Linked DNA regions of Salmo salar: region 2 is linked to region 1. A link is a contact called in public Hi-C data. All regions are on one chromosome and are shown on one strand. The core of a region is the stretch at or near the end of the contact, and the rest is flanking DNA. Distances in the headings are between cores, read along the strand shown.

Evidence for each region. Hi-C and Micro-C count contacts between places; a contact is called where the count stands out from the background.
Region 2: a contact with region 1 is called in a Hi-C map of muscle, with 5 times the contacts expected there. The contact joins the enhancer-like site here to the promoter of dctn6 in region 1. A contact is called at or near these places in 3 of 3 Hi-C or Micro-C datasets (blood, gill and muscle).

The regions. Positions count from the first base shown.
Region 1 is chrssa07:6,484,138-6,491,453 of Ssal_v3.1, forward strand. dctn6 (dynactin subunit 6) reads left to right here and starts at 4,240. Exons shown (of 7, transcript XM_045721466.1): 1 at 4,240-4,382; 2 at 7,172-7,236. The coding sequence starts at 4,345. LOC106608502 (zeta-sarcoglycan) reads right to left here and starts at 1,395. Exons shown (of 8, transcript XM_045721464.1): 1 at 799-1,395. The coding sequence starts at 837.
Region 2 is chrssa07:6,592,078-6,599,393 of Ssal_v3.1, forward strand. No RefSeq gene overlaps it. Among protein-coding and RNA genes, the nearest start is that of LOC106608508, 4.0 kb to the left of the region's middle. Within about 2 kb of position 4,739, at least 1 of the 13 cell types and tissues checked has an H3K27ac peak or open chromatin away from gene starts, as enhancers often do. A contact at or near this core is called in muscle, where this site is marked.

The DNA.
Region 1 (7,316 bases), core at 2,990-5,489:
GCCCCACGTAATACAGTTTGGGCCAGATAACTCTCACCGGAATCAGCCAGAGCCCCAAGTAATACATTTGTGCCAGATAACTCACACCGGAATCGGCCCGAGCTCAATCCCCGCATCCTAGCCATAAGTAATACTGCCGAAGGCAGCCCAGACTCGGGCCACATGACGTCAGCCGAGTCTGACTCTCAGCCGAGTGCCCCGACTCTCAGCCAGAATCGGCCCAGATCCACTGTGTTAGCTGGGTAGTGTTTCCATTCCCCTTTAAACATTAGAAGAACTACAACCATGTAGTTTGGAATATCATTCATAATTGGGTAAGAGTTGCACAAACCAAAACCAATAAGGAATATTCTTCAAGAATCATAATATCATCAATTAAATTGACCACCTTTTGCGAAGGTTGTCTTGGCAAACTAGGAATAGGCTATTATGTTCACTGCTAAGCCGTGAGATCAAAGACATGGCAGATGCAAGTGTATCTCTCCAATGAATGTTCTCACTTGCCTGTTGCATAAGTGCCAGTGCATAGAATAACAACAGACGTATCATAGATAGATAGCTTTAATATGTGTACTCTAAGCCTATATTATCAGTGAACATGTAACTTTCAAAAACTTTGAGTATGCTAAAAACAAGATTTATGGGATGAATACGTTTTGTAAACGTGCTCATGTATTGCCTGGTTGAATGTGCTGATGAATGGCATTTCTATTTTGAAAGTGAATTCTTCAAGATCAGACAACAGGTATGAATTAAAAGTAAAGGCTATTAATTCGCATTTACTTTGACATATCTTACCTTCAGGGCCTCGATATCCAATGACGTTGACTCATCCATATCTTTGCAAAACGTAAATAAAGCGTTTTGGACAACTTGAATGGTTAGTTCATTGCGCAGAACTCAGACTATCTTGGGGCCAGTTGCACTTCAGTCTCATTAGGTTAGCATATACCACACTGATGAAAAAGGAAAACCGAATGACTCTTGAAAATTCATGAGAATGTTTCCACTCAATGTAGCCTAATAAATAACTCAGAACAGATATAAAAGCATGCTTGCTTGCATTATCAATATAACGCTAGATGCCTCGAAAAAAAAAACTCAAAAGGCGCATTTTTTAAAAATTATCCCAGAATTGTAGTCTTGCTATCATACCTATCTGGTAAATCTATCAGATTCCTGACATCTTCTCATCCAAAGATTGTGGAGTTGAGAGGCCCGCCGGAGCATTTTTTTCAGTAGGCTTCGCAAATCCACCCTAAACTCCTGTTCATCATAGGAAGATTTCCCACAAAAAAATGCATAGTCCACTTGCATGGTAGCTTATCTATCCGCACTCCGTAGCCTACCATCTCAAGAAAAACAGGTGCTTGCGTGACACGAGTGTGCGTAAAAAATCTGTCCATAACGAAAATTGCTCGGCGCGCGCTTTGCCAACCCTGGGCTGTGTGCGCGTTCCCGCGCGGGCAGTCGGTTTCTCCACAGCACCCAGTTTCAGTGTTTCTAATCAAGATTAGTAGATGAATCAGGCGTGTTGCTGATTGGTACGAACAAGAGCTTGCAACCACACCAGCCTTATGCATACAAGATTGGTCACCCCTGGAAGAACAACATGTGAAAATAATATGTACAACCGGTGTCTCTGTGTGAAGTAAGTCATTTAATGCTGAGTGCTAAGGAGAAGATGAAAGAGAGGTCAATGTTAAGAAGATGGTGGAGAGAAAGAAGAGTCGAGTAAGATAATGTAGGAGGAAGGTGAAGAGGGTGATGGAGGGAAGATTATAAGAAGAGGTGGAAGATGGAGATCATCACGTGAAGTTCAGTTTGAATCCTATGACCAACTGGAAAAATCTAGTCTGGAGTAGACCAGCAACTGGGAAAAAAATCTGTGTGTGTGTGTGTGTGTCAGGAAGTGATTTAAAAAGCGTAAGACATATTGTTGTGGCCTATAAGATCAATCAAGTATTCTTCTTCTTCACGGTGAGGGTTATCAAGGACATGTGATGGAAGAGGGAGATCATCAAGAGAGAGCTGGAAGGAGTGAGGGAAACAATTAAGGAGAGAAAGAAACACGTGGACAAGGCTAGAGAAGGAGAGGATGAAGAATTCAAATATTACATGTTGAAAAAGAAAGCTAAAGACACTTAACATTAATTAACCTCTACGGGATCGGTGCCCCCCTCCCCCACGGGATGGTTGAGCTAACGTGCGCTAATGTGATTAGCATGAGGGTGTATGTAACAAGAACATCTCCCAGGACATAGACATATCTGATATGGGCAGAAAGCTTCAATTCTTGTTAACCTAACTGCACTGTCCAATTTACAGAGTCCACAGTTATGAACTTGAAGATGTATTAATAAACCAATTAGGCCGACTTGATACAACATTTTAAACATAAATGCAATGGTTCATTGGATCTGTCTAAAACTTTGCACATACACTGCTGCCAACTAGTAGCCAAAATCTAAATTATGCCTAAGCTGGAATAATACATGGTGGCCTTTTTCTGGCATTTCAAAGATGATGGAACAAAAAACTTTTTTTTTTCTATGTATTATCTCTTACCAGATCTAATGTGTTATATTCTCCTACATTAATTTCACATTTCCACAAACTTCAAAGTGATTTCTTTCAAATAGTATCAAGAATATGCATATCCTTGCTTCAAGTCCTGAGCTACAGGCAGTTAGATTTGGGTATGTCATTTTAGGTAAACATTGAAAAAAACGGTCCGATCCTTAAGAGGTTTTAAGAGACACTAATCATTCAGATTTTTCTGTATACCTTGACAGTTATCCTAAGGGCCCCTGAGATCCACGCTGGTTTGTATAGCCAACCCAGAGGTATAAGGATAAAATGAGAATACTGGTAGCGATACGGCCACGGAAGCTAAATTCTCTAACATTAGCTTGCATACCTAGCCAGAGACGCTACTCTTCTAGCATTCGCATGAGACAGTTGAGATTGAATGGACCCTCTTTAGCACTTGTGTTTGGATACACAAATCACGTCAAAGGATGTACTGTAACTGCAGAAATGATTTTACTGTTTCTTCCGTTCTCAGATTCCTCAGTGTGACAGCCACATGACTGAGCTGGGAGAAATAAGGAGATAGACAGCTATTCCACTACCTACACCACATTTCCTACCCACCCCCTTATACTTAAAAGAAACCCCACCCCTTTATACTTAAATAAAAAACACTCCCTTATACTTAAAATATAAAAACTAAACACAAAACATTCCTATCTTGACGGTGGAGAGACAAACGTAAGCTTGGATGTTCATTTCCCGCAATTCGACACTAGTCTCCTAGTGTAGAATTGTTGGTACCCTTCCCCAGATCTGTGCCTCACCACAATCCTGTCTTGGCGCTTTACAAACAATTCCTTTGACCTCATGGCTTGGTTTTTGCTCTGACATGTACTGTCAACTGTGGGACCTTATATAGACAGGTGTGTGCCTTTCCAAAGCATGTCCAATCAATTGAATTTACCACAGGTGGACCAAACAAGTTGTAGAAACATCTCAAGGATGATCAATGGAAACAGGATGCACCTGAGCTCAATTTCTAATCTCATAGCAAAGGGTCTGAATACTTATGTAAATAAGGTATTTCTGTTTTAAATTTTTAATACATTTGCAAAAAAATTAAAATAAACTGTTTTTGCTTGGTCTTTATGGGGTATTGTGTGTAGATTGACGAGGAAAATATTTAATTTAATCCATTCTAGAATAAGTCTATAATGTAACACAATGTGGATAAAGTCAAGGGGTACTGAATATTTTCCAAATGCACTGTATATGATATCTGAGTGAGAATTAACTAACAAAATCAATGTGGGCCCCCTGGAGGTCAGGTTCCCTGGGCATGTGCCCTGTTCATGTATTGGTCCTTGGTGTTTTGATCACTGGGTGATGATGTAGGCCTAGACTAGATCATTGGTTCTCTTATATGGTCGCAATTGTAAATGAGAACTTGTTCTCAATTTGCCTACCTGGTTAAATAAAGGTGAAATAAAATAAATAAATATGGAATATTTTAGTTAGAGTGTTATTTTTTTACCTTCTGACCGATAATTGAAGTCCTGCGGAGTGCAGCAAGTCGAAAAACTCGATGATTATAGTAAACAAGCTAAAATATTGTGGTATTCCGCTCTGATAAAGCTGAAATCAATAGAAATCTTGGTCTGACTGAATTGCACTACCAAAGTAATACAGCAGAGTGCAGTAGAGAGTTAGAATTGCGGTATCCAGACATCAACAATCAACCACGACTGTTTTTTTTCCCCCCTCCAAGAATCATAATCAACTGTCGATAGTATCTTCTTCTCTGTCAGGATGGCGGACCCCAACACTAAACATATGCCACAGAAAAGGTAATATTTGTACTAATTTAGTCACAAGGTTATATTAATAAGCACATTTTCTGGAACAATGTTACTACAATGCAGCTAGCGAACTAACTATAATATGTCAATGTATTTTCTGGCTGGCTATGCTAGCTAGCAAAGAGGCAACACCCAGTAATGTTGTTAGCCATTCAGCTAGCTAGCTAACCAGTGCCGTGCCTCAGTAATATCAAAGATGATAGAATATATTCAGTTGTGTGTTTTACCAGAGATTACATAACGTCTCTGGCCTTATTAAGCGACGTGTTGTTAGCTTGTTGCTTAGCAAACATAACTCACAGATTTAATGTATCGTATCTTTAATGGCTAACAACTGACGGTCAGCTGGAGCCTCGTTTATAAATCCTACATATAAAATATACCCACAAAATGTGCATATTGTATTGCAAACTGGCAAATAAGTATTTTGATGAAAAGCTTAGTCACAAAAAAACTGAAAATATATGAACAAGAATGCAGCCATTTGCCGTTAGTGTTAAGAGTGTTTTATTTTTAGAATCTAAAATAGACAGTAATCTTATAATTACACACAGGAATCTTTTTCCTATTTATTTTATTTTCATAACTATAGAGTACCACAGTAGGTGTCATAATACCCATAAAACCTAGCGGTCAAACAGGGACATGGTTCCAATTGTCTTTCCACTATACATTTTTTTTCCATAGGGGATTTTAGACATTCTTAAAGGAAGGGCTGTGTTTCGTTGTAGACTTACATAGGCATGATGTTTTTATAACCATGTAAATCTCTCTAGGACAAGTTGACTTTTATCAATATATTCACCTGTATTTACCACCCCAAAATGTAATGCTAATTAGCGGCTAATGTGGCTATCATAACGAACTACAAATGCAATGATGACCTGGTCGAGACTGCCGAACCGAGGCAAAGGTAAGAAAAACTCTGGATTAACTATCCAATGTTAGCTAAATGTAGTAATTAATAATTTGGCAACCTTTCTTTAAATGGGCAATTATGTGAACCTTCTTGTAAATTTACACAATAACTGTTAGAAAAGGTGCCAGCTAGAGATGACGCTAATTAGCCATTTTGAATCTGAGACTAAATAGAGCCAAAGTCACCTTGTCCAAGAGAGATTTACATGGTTATCAAAACGTCACACCACAGTAAGCCTAAACGAAACAAAACCCTTATTTGAAGTGTTTCTAAAATCCTCTATGGGAAAAATTTATAGTGGAAAAATGGTTGGAACCATTTCCCTATTTTGACTGCTAGGTTTTATGGGTATTATGACACCGCTGTGGGGCTCTATTGCAGAATATATTGCTCACCTTTCCTGGCTGTGATGGGTTCATATTCCCCAAGGAGCCTATACAACAAATAAACATGTGCATCTCTTGTTTAATTGGACGTAGTAGGCTAGTAAATAGAGAGCTTAGTGTATATGTATTTCAAGTTTTGCGATATCATAGGCAGCGCGGTTTATAATACCGGCATTACAGTCTAATATAACCACTGAACTTTTGGCCAGGCCTATGTATGCTATATCATATTTAGGTTGGGGGAAACATTGATGAATTCAAATGTTCTTCTGACATGTCCACAACCATTTTCCATTGTTTTCTCCTTCAGAAATGAACACAGTCCTTTTCCATATACACCATAAATTACTGCTAAATATTAAAACATTCTACAAAGACAGTAGACTGGTAGTTTATGCAAAATATTTGACCGTATGGGTAGTCTACAGTATTGCTGTGCGATAGGAGCGCGACATCATTGCCTATTCAATCTCAGAGCCTATACGAAAGTAGGACATATAAACCCAATAATCTATTGATAAACAAAATATTAAGCAACAATTAGTCCTTTTTGCATGCCGTGGCATAATGCCAATAGTTCAAAATTATACAAATGAAGGGCATTATTGTCACCATAAAAGGTGAATGGAGGGAGTTTTCCAGGCAGAGTTTTACGACAGGTCTGATTTTTATAACGGGAGACATGCGTATGTATCACGTTTGCCAAGTTTATAAATCTCAATATCTTCAGAAATGGATCAAGCAGAGATTTTGTGTGACATTTTACGCAACGGTTATAAATGAGGCCCCTGATGATAAAATGGTTATGTTAGCTTGCTAGCTAAGTTAGCCTGCTGCTAGCCATTGCTGTTTTGATAGCTACAGTAATGTTAGCTCATCAAATAAGAAGGCTAGATCATTGCCATCTTGGAGATACGTCTGAGTAATAATGCCATGACTTTGCCTGGCTACCCGAACTCCTTGCTACGCCCACGAACGTTAGTTTCTCTCCGCAATGGTCGAGTTCGTTTTGCATGGCCGGTGTCCCAGGTGGGCGGAGTTTGGTCATTTTGGACCATTCTGTTGGTCATTAAGTGAAATTTCCACCCACTCGGGGCACCGGGCCATGCAAAGCTAACTCCACTATTGATTCTGGATCTGAGTACCTCCCAGACGATTTCTAGAATGGAAATCCATTCTAGATGTCTGATTGGGTTTTCTGGGTCCCATCGCAGAACACGTGGGTAAAGTGGCATTTTGAAAAATCCTAATTGGCTTTGATATTCCAATTGGTTAGAGATGATCCAATCGCTGATTACTTTTTTGTACACACCACTCATTTTGACATCACCACAAACGACTTCAACGATGGCAATCTCAGACTGAAGTATGTAGCAAACGATGGACTAGCGGGAAACATTCAGTTTGAGTAGTCAGGCAAGCCATGGCTGGCTACCATCACAATTTCATGTATTTTCTGCCAACTCTTGCAGTGCCAACATTGCTGCTGGAGCAGTTGTGTGTGTAGAGAGTGAAATTAGAGGAGATGTGACCATTGGTAAGACTTTATTCATACTCCATATAGATTTTTTGCCATCAAGTATTGTTTAGTGTTTTATCCATTTCCCTCCAAATCAA
Region 2 (7,316 bases), core at 3,489-5,988, 110 kb after region 1:
TGCCAATTAGCTCACTGCGTTGAGATTAGATACTGTCGGCCTCCTGGAAAAACCTTGTATCTCCATAAAGGAAACTTTTCATTAATTGATTGCCATATAGTCAAAGGAAATTAATTTTGAATAACTTTAGGTTATATCCTGCCTGTTTGGCCCTGTCCGGGGGTATCATCGGATGGGGCCGCAGTGTCTTCTGATCCCTCCTGTCTCAGCCTCCAGTATTTATGCTGCAGTAGTTTATGTGTCGGGGGGCTAGGGTCAGTCTGTTACATCTGGAGTATTTCTCTTGTCTTATCCGGTGTCCTGTGTGAATTTAAATATGCTCTCTCTAATTCTCTCTTTCTCTCTTTCTTTCTTTCTCTCGGAGGACCTGAGCACTAGGACCATGCCTCAGGACTACCTGGCATGATGACTCCTTGCTGTCCCCAGTCCACCTGGCCGTGCTGCTGCTCCAGTTTCAACTGTTCTGCCTGCGGCTATGGAACCCTGACCTGTTCACCGGACGTGCTTGTTGCACCCTCGACAACTACTTTGATTATTATTATTTGACCATGCTGGTCATTTATGAACATTTTAACATCTTGACCATGTTCTGTTATAATATCCACCCGGCACAGCCAGAAGAGGACTGGCCACCCCTCATAGCCTGGTTCCTCTCTAGGTTTCTTCCTAGGTTTTTGGCCTTTCTAGGGAGTTTTTCCTAGGGAGTTTTTCCTAGCCATCGTGCTTCTTTCACATGCATTGCTTGCTGTTTGGGGTTTTAGGCTGGGTTTCTGTACAGCACTTTGAGATATCAGCTGATGTACGAAGGGCTATATAAATAAATTTGATTTTGATTTGATTTGATTTATGTGTGTCTGAAACCTTCAAACCCTACTTGCAATTTATGTTTTCAAAAGAAATCTAAATAAATAGAGACACAAGCTTTTTCCAGGGTGTCGATGATAGTGGCGTAGTACACCATGAAAGCCATGTAAAACAGGGACAACCAGGGTAATAAAGAATCCTCGGGTGTGGCTCATACGCCAGATGCTATACTGATGTCACAAATGATAAGTCTTTATGTCCTTACAACAAGTCGCCAGTACTTGAACTTTCCACGAGTCTTCTTTTGCACGCCACGTTATCAAACCCCTTTGGAATTATGGGTAGTATTCAACAGTTCATTTAAAGGAGGTCAGTTCAGGTAACATAATGTAACTGCTTACATTCAGTCAAAGATAATCACTGATAACCATATGGGATGGCTTATTCCAACGTACAAAAGTACCCTACGACCGTAAGGCGCTACAGAGGGTAGTGCATACGGCCCAGTACATCACTGGGGCCAAGATTCCTGCCATCCAGGACCTCTATACCAGGCGGTGTCAGAGGAAGGCCCTAAAAATTGTAAAAGACACCCTAGTCATAGATTGTTCTCTCTGCTACCGCATGGCAAGCGGTACCGGAGGACCAGGTCTAGGTCCAAGAGGCTTCTAAACAGCTTCTACCCCAAAGCCATAAGACTCCTGAACATCAAATCAAATGGCTACCCAGACTATTTGCATTTGATTTGATTTGATTTGATTGACAGCATTCTTCATAAAAACTGAAGTCTCAGTGTGAAATGTGTCTATACCAGAAATGTACATAATGGAAATATCAACATGTGGTTGTTGTTATGAAATACTAATGTACTGCTTATTAAAGTGTTATGTATGGATTATGATTGTGTTATGAAGTCCTTATCTAGGTGCCCTTCAACAATACTCATGCAGTAATACAAATACAATAACTACACTACTAAAGTCCTTTTTACTGAGGCCCTATCAACTTTAATAATTTAGGTCCGTTTTGTAACCTGTAACATTAACTTTCCCACACATCTAACATTGCCATGGCATGCTATGTTTACTGTACAACACAGGAGGTTGGGTGGCACCTTAATTGGGGAGGATGGGCTCGTGGTAATGGCTCTAGTGGAATAGTGGAAAGGTATCAAATACATTAAATACATGGTTTCCATGTGTTTAATGCCGCGTTCCATTTGCTCTGTTCCAGCCATTAATGTGAGCCGTCCTTCCCTCAGCAGCCTCCACTGATGTACAATGTCATACATGCGTATGTCTTGAGTTCCTCAATGAGTGAAGACAAAATTGTAAATCAAAGAGGCACTGATCAAGTGTTATTGACCTCAGTTATCAAATCAAGGACTGATTTAGACTATTCTCTGAGAATCATCTCAGGCCGTTGTAACAACATGTGTGCAATACCATGGGATGTTTTACTTTTTATCTCAGCGCAAATGTCAAAAGCCACCAAAAAAAGTTTCTATGATGTGAATTACTGTTTGATAAAAAAAAGAACTAATCTTTATTTCGGCGTACCGAATGTCTCTCACTCACTCACTCACTCACTCACTCACTCACTCACTCACTCACTCACTCACTCACTCACTCACTCACTCACTCACAATTTCCAAAAGAATAAAGACATTTCAAATGTCATATTATTAATATATACAGTGCTGTCACGATGTGCAAATAGTGAAAGTACAATGCCCCACTGTGTCCTCTCTGTTTAGGGCCAAATAGCATTCTAGTTTGCTCTGTTTTTTTTGTTCATTCTTTCCAATGTGTCAAGTCATTATCTATTTGTTTGGGTCTAATCTAATCTCCCTCTCTCTGTCTCTCTCTGGTCACCATGGGGACATAAGTTACTACAATCAAACATTTCTTGTAAAGCATGTCCACAATAACAAAATGACTCACTAATGCAGGGTTGTTCATTATTATTATTCTAATTCATTATTAATGGTTACTTATTTCCCATCTTCTTCCAGTGGAATCAGTTTCTCTCATTAGAAAAAAGCAAGTCTGCCTTGACCGTTGTCCCGGCAACATGTCTAGCTGTGTCATTAGATTCATTTGTAACAAACACATCAGGACAGAGAGGACATCAGCACTTTGTCAGCTGCCATTTGTGATAACGCACTTGCAATAGACAACCGTACAAATTACTTTTATATGTTTATTTAACCTTTAAATAAAGGGGTTCACTACAGCTCAAATAAGTCCATGATGATCCTAAAGGTGACGTTGTGGAGTTAGAAAGGACTCATGCACTCCACACTTGGAGGCCTGAATACCAGTTAGTTTACTGTTATTAAGATCTCTTTGTACAAAATAATATGTATGAATTCATATCCAAACCGTAAGTATCAGTAGTACCTCTGGGGATGAATCTGTACGGTCATTGGGCATAAAGTCCCACACATTCTCATTTAAAAAAAAAAAAACACACATTTGGAAAGTTCTGGGTGATCTTTTACAATCTCTTTTTTTTTCCCCTAACGGCATAGTATGGCCATTCCCCTTACAAATACATAAACACACAAGCATACACAAGGTGACCAGAGACCAGATCATGGATGGCATCCAGCTCCCTGTGGAACAGCATGCCATCTAGTGGCCCACTGAGATCTTACATGTTCACTTATTTCCTTTACTGTGATAATAACAGGAACATATAATCACTATTGCAGTAGTGATCTGGGGGGGTGGGCTGTATGTTTCAAGCGTCTCAGAGTAGGAGATTTAGGATCAGTTTTGTCATTTAAATCACAGTTGATAAGATTTGATTGACAGGACGGGTCTGATACTAGATTAGCTTTCCTATTTGATACCCACGGCCCCTGGTCCAATATGATTTTACAATTAGAAAACGTTTACAAGGAAAACCTTGCACTGTATATTCTTAGTACAAACCTCAGTTGTACGCCTAATAAACCACACATAAAGACAAGCAGTCATAATTAAACAGTCATAACTAGCCAATGGCAATGCGGATTACACAGTGAGCAGACCAGAAGCAGCTGGTTCATAAAAATAAAAAATAACAACTTTGTACTGCCCCCAAAAATACCTAAAATGGTCCTCGGGAGTAATTGAAAGTCAATATTATTGAGACGCGGCAATGAGGCAACATTTACATGTCTAAAGAGCCTTGTATAGTATAGAGAGCTGGTATTCAGTCACTCTGACACGGGAGTACACGAAGAGCGAAGAGGCAAAACGAATGACAGAACGTTGACAAAACAGCGGAAACTTCACGCTGACTGAGAAACAGTGTTTCCCTGAGAGGAAATGGGTTAATTGATCAAAATGAGGGCAAAATTTACCTAGAGCAACAGTAACCAATGCAGGCAAAATGTGGGTAGTGTTAACAGAAAAAAAAAGACTTTCTCGCTGGTATTGCAAATCTCCAACCTTAGTGTTTTAGCTTCAGTGATTTACGTACACTGGCAAATGGGTCAGGGGTACGTTTGATAGCATGTGACAAAAAAAAAAGGAAGGCAGAAATGTTCATATAAGAACAAGTGTACATTGTAATTGCCGTTACCCAATAAGACACTTTCTCACATCATATAACCGAACCCTGTCCAGTGTCATTTCAGTAGCCACTTGGGGTTTTGAGGAGTTGCTGGTCCTCCTTCTCTACTCCCGTCTCCCATCTTTAGCAGTGTCCCCTTCCATATTTATTTTCCAACGTCGACGGTGCGTACCAACTCTGAGAGGGGGATTACACGCCTGGCTTGGCCTACATCCTACAGGCCCCGTCAGGACTGGCTCTGCCACCCACTGCAGGGCCCGCAGGTTATGGGCTACCAGCATGGTTCGTCTGTGGGGTGGCAAATGAACCGGGACCAGGCGCCACACATCACTCCTACAGCAGCCTGAAACACCCTGGCTCCACCCCACCCCTGTCTTTCACATCATTGCCCTCTCATGTCTTTATACTGTACAGCAGACTCCACAGCAACCCTACTCTGGCCCTAGGCACTGAACATCTACCTCTCCCTAGCTTTTGCACAGAATCTCTCAAATAGCATCCCTACATTGGTTAATTTCTTCTCTCAACAGTAGGACTATAACTCTATTTCGTTGGTTCATTTCTTCTCTCAACTATAGAACTCAAACTTCATTTCATTGTGTGGAGGTCTAAACCGACAAGAAAAATGACTAAATTAACCTGAGAGGACAATCTGTGCCTGTGTTATAAATATAGAACTGTATGACTCGGTGTGTTGTGCACTACAAGGAATCATATTACAGAGCAAGCATGTGTCATTTCAATTACAACTGGTAGAGTACACACAAAAAGCCTCCACTGAGAGTTGAAAAAAAAAACTGAGTTTATAGAGGAGGCAATTGTAGGTAAGCACACTGAAGTCACTGAGTTGGTACGATGACACGGCATGAGAGGGTTTTTGTCCCAGACTGCAATGAGGTAAAAATACAAACCAGCGGGACTAAACATAGTCTTTATAAACCAGTAACGGTGCCTCGCAGAAAAATATCAACAATGCTTCTCTGTTTCAGCCTTATGGCTTCTGTAACTGCCACCTGTGACAGGTGGTTAGGAACAGGTAATGCAGTTTCCTGAGTGACTCTCAAAATCTTGTTGTCATTACACACGACAGTTCTGATTGATATGTTGTATACGTGAGCATCGTTTAGCTGGTTCGGTTCGGTTGGTGACTTATGCTTGTGTGGTGAGTAACCCTGTCTGAGACTTATACTATTTCCCAGAGCGTATGTCTAGGCACGGTCTTGTGGTGCATATGAGACCCATGTTGGAACCCAGTGGGTCACATTGGTGCCGTCAGCTGGATGGGGCTCTCCGCAAGAAGGAGGGCTTGAAAGGAAGTGACACGTGTGTTGGAACCCAGTCAGTCACATGCTGTTTGTATCTAAATGACTGACTGGAAATAAACAATCATCACATCTTATTATTAGCTGAAGTATGTTCCTCCCTAACAGAGGGACATGCAGTATGAATTACTCTATTTAACATACGAGCAACAAAGTAAGAGTTATCATGATTACTATATGAGCTGGTACAGTTAACCCTGAGTTACAGTTAACCTCTGAGCTACAGTTAACCCTGAGTTACAGTTAACCCCGACGGGGTTAAAGGTGAGGTACAGCAACCCCTGAGCTACAGTTAACCCTGAGCTACAGTTACCCCTGAGTTACAGTTAACCCCGACGGGGTTAAAGGTGTGGTACAGCAACCCCTGAGCTACAGTTAACCCTGAGCTACAGTTAACCATGAATTAAAGTTACCCCTGACCTACAGTTAACCCTGAGCTACAATTACCCCTGAACTACAGTTACCCCTGAGCTACAGTTAACCCTGAGCTACAGTTACCCCTGAGCTACAGTTACCCCTGAGCTACAGTTACCCCTGAGCTACAGTTAACCCTGAGCTACAGTTACCCCTGAGCTACAGTTAACCCTGAGCTACAGTTACCCCTGAGCTACAGTTAACCCTGAGCTACAGTTACCCCTGAACTACAGTTAACCCTGAGCTACAGTTAATCCCAAGGTACAGTTAACCCCGAGCTACAGTTACCCCTGAGGTACAGTTAACCCCGAGCTACAGTTAACCCTGAGCTACAGTTACCCCTGAACTACAGTCAACCCTGAGCTACAGTTAATCCCAAGGTACAGTTAACCCCGAGCTACAGTTAACCCTGAGGTACAGTTAACCCCGAGCTACAGTTAACCCTGAGGTACAGTTAACCCCGAGGTACAGTTAACCCCGAGGTACAGTTACCCCTGAGGTACAGTTACCCCTGAGCTACAATTAGCCCTGAGCTACAGAACCCTGAGCTACAGAACCCTGAGCTACGGTTAACCACAAGTTACAGTTAACCCCGAGGTACAGTTAACCCCGAGGTACAGTTAACCCCGAGGTACAGTTAACCCCGAGGTACAGTTAACCCCGAGGTACAGTTAACCCCGAGGTACAGTTACCGCTGAGCTACAGTTACCCCTGAACTACAGTTAACCCTGAGCTACAGTTACCCTTGATCCACAGTTACCCCTGAGATACAATTACCCCTGAACTACAGTTTAACCTGAGCTACAGTTACCCCTGAACTACAGTTACCCCTGAACTACAGTTACCCCCGAGCTACAGTTAACCCTGAGGTACAGTAACCCCCGAGGTACAGTTAACCCCGAGGTACAGTTAACCCCGAGGTACAGTTAACCCCGAGGTACAGTTAACCCCGAGGTACAGTAACCCCCGAGGTACAGTTAACCCCGAGGTACAGTTAACCCCGAGGTACAGTTAACCCTGAGGTACAGTTAACCCCGAGGTACAGTTAACCCTGAGGTACAGTTAACCCCGAGGTACAGGCCTTAAAAGTGTTTAATTGGCATTGATTGTCTCTAATTATCCGAGACGTCATAATGGCACTCACAGAGGCTAGGGTGGCTGAGTTTTAGCATCCTGTAAATAATAGTGACATTTGTTCATTCTCTCAACCCT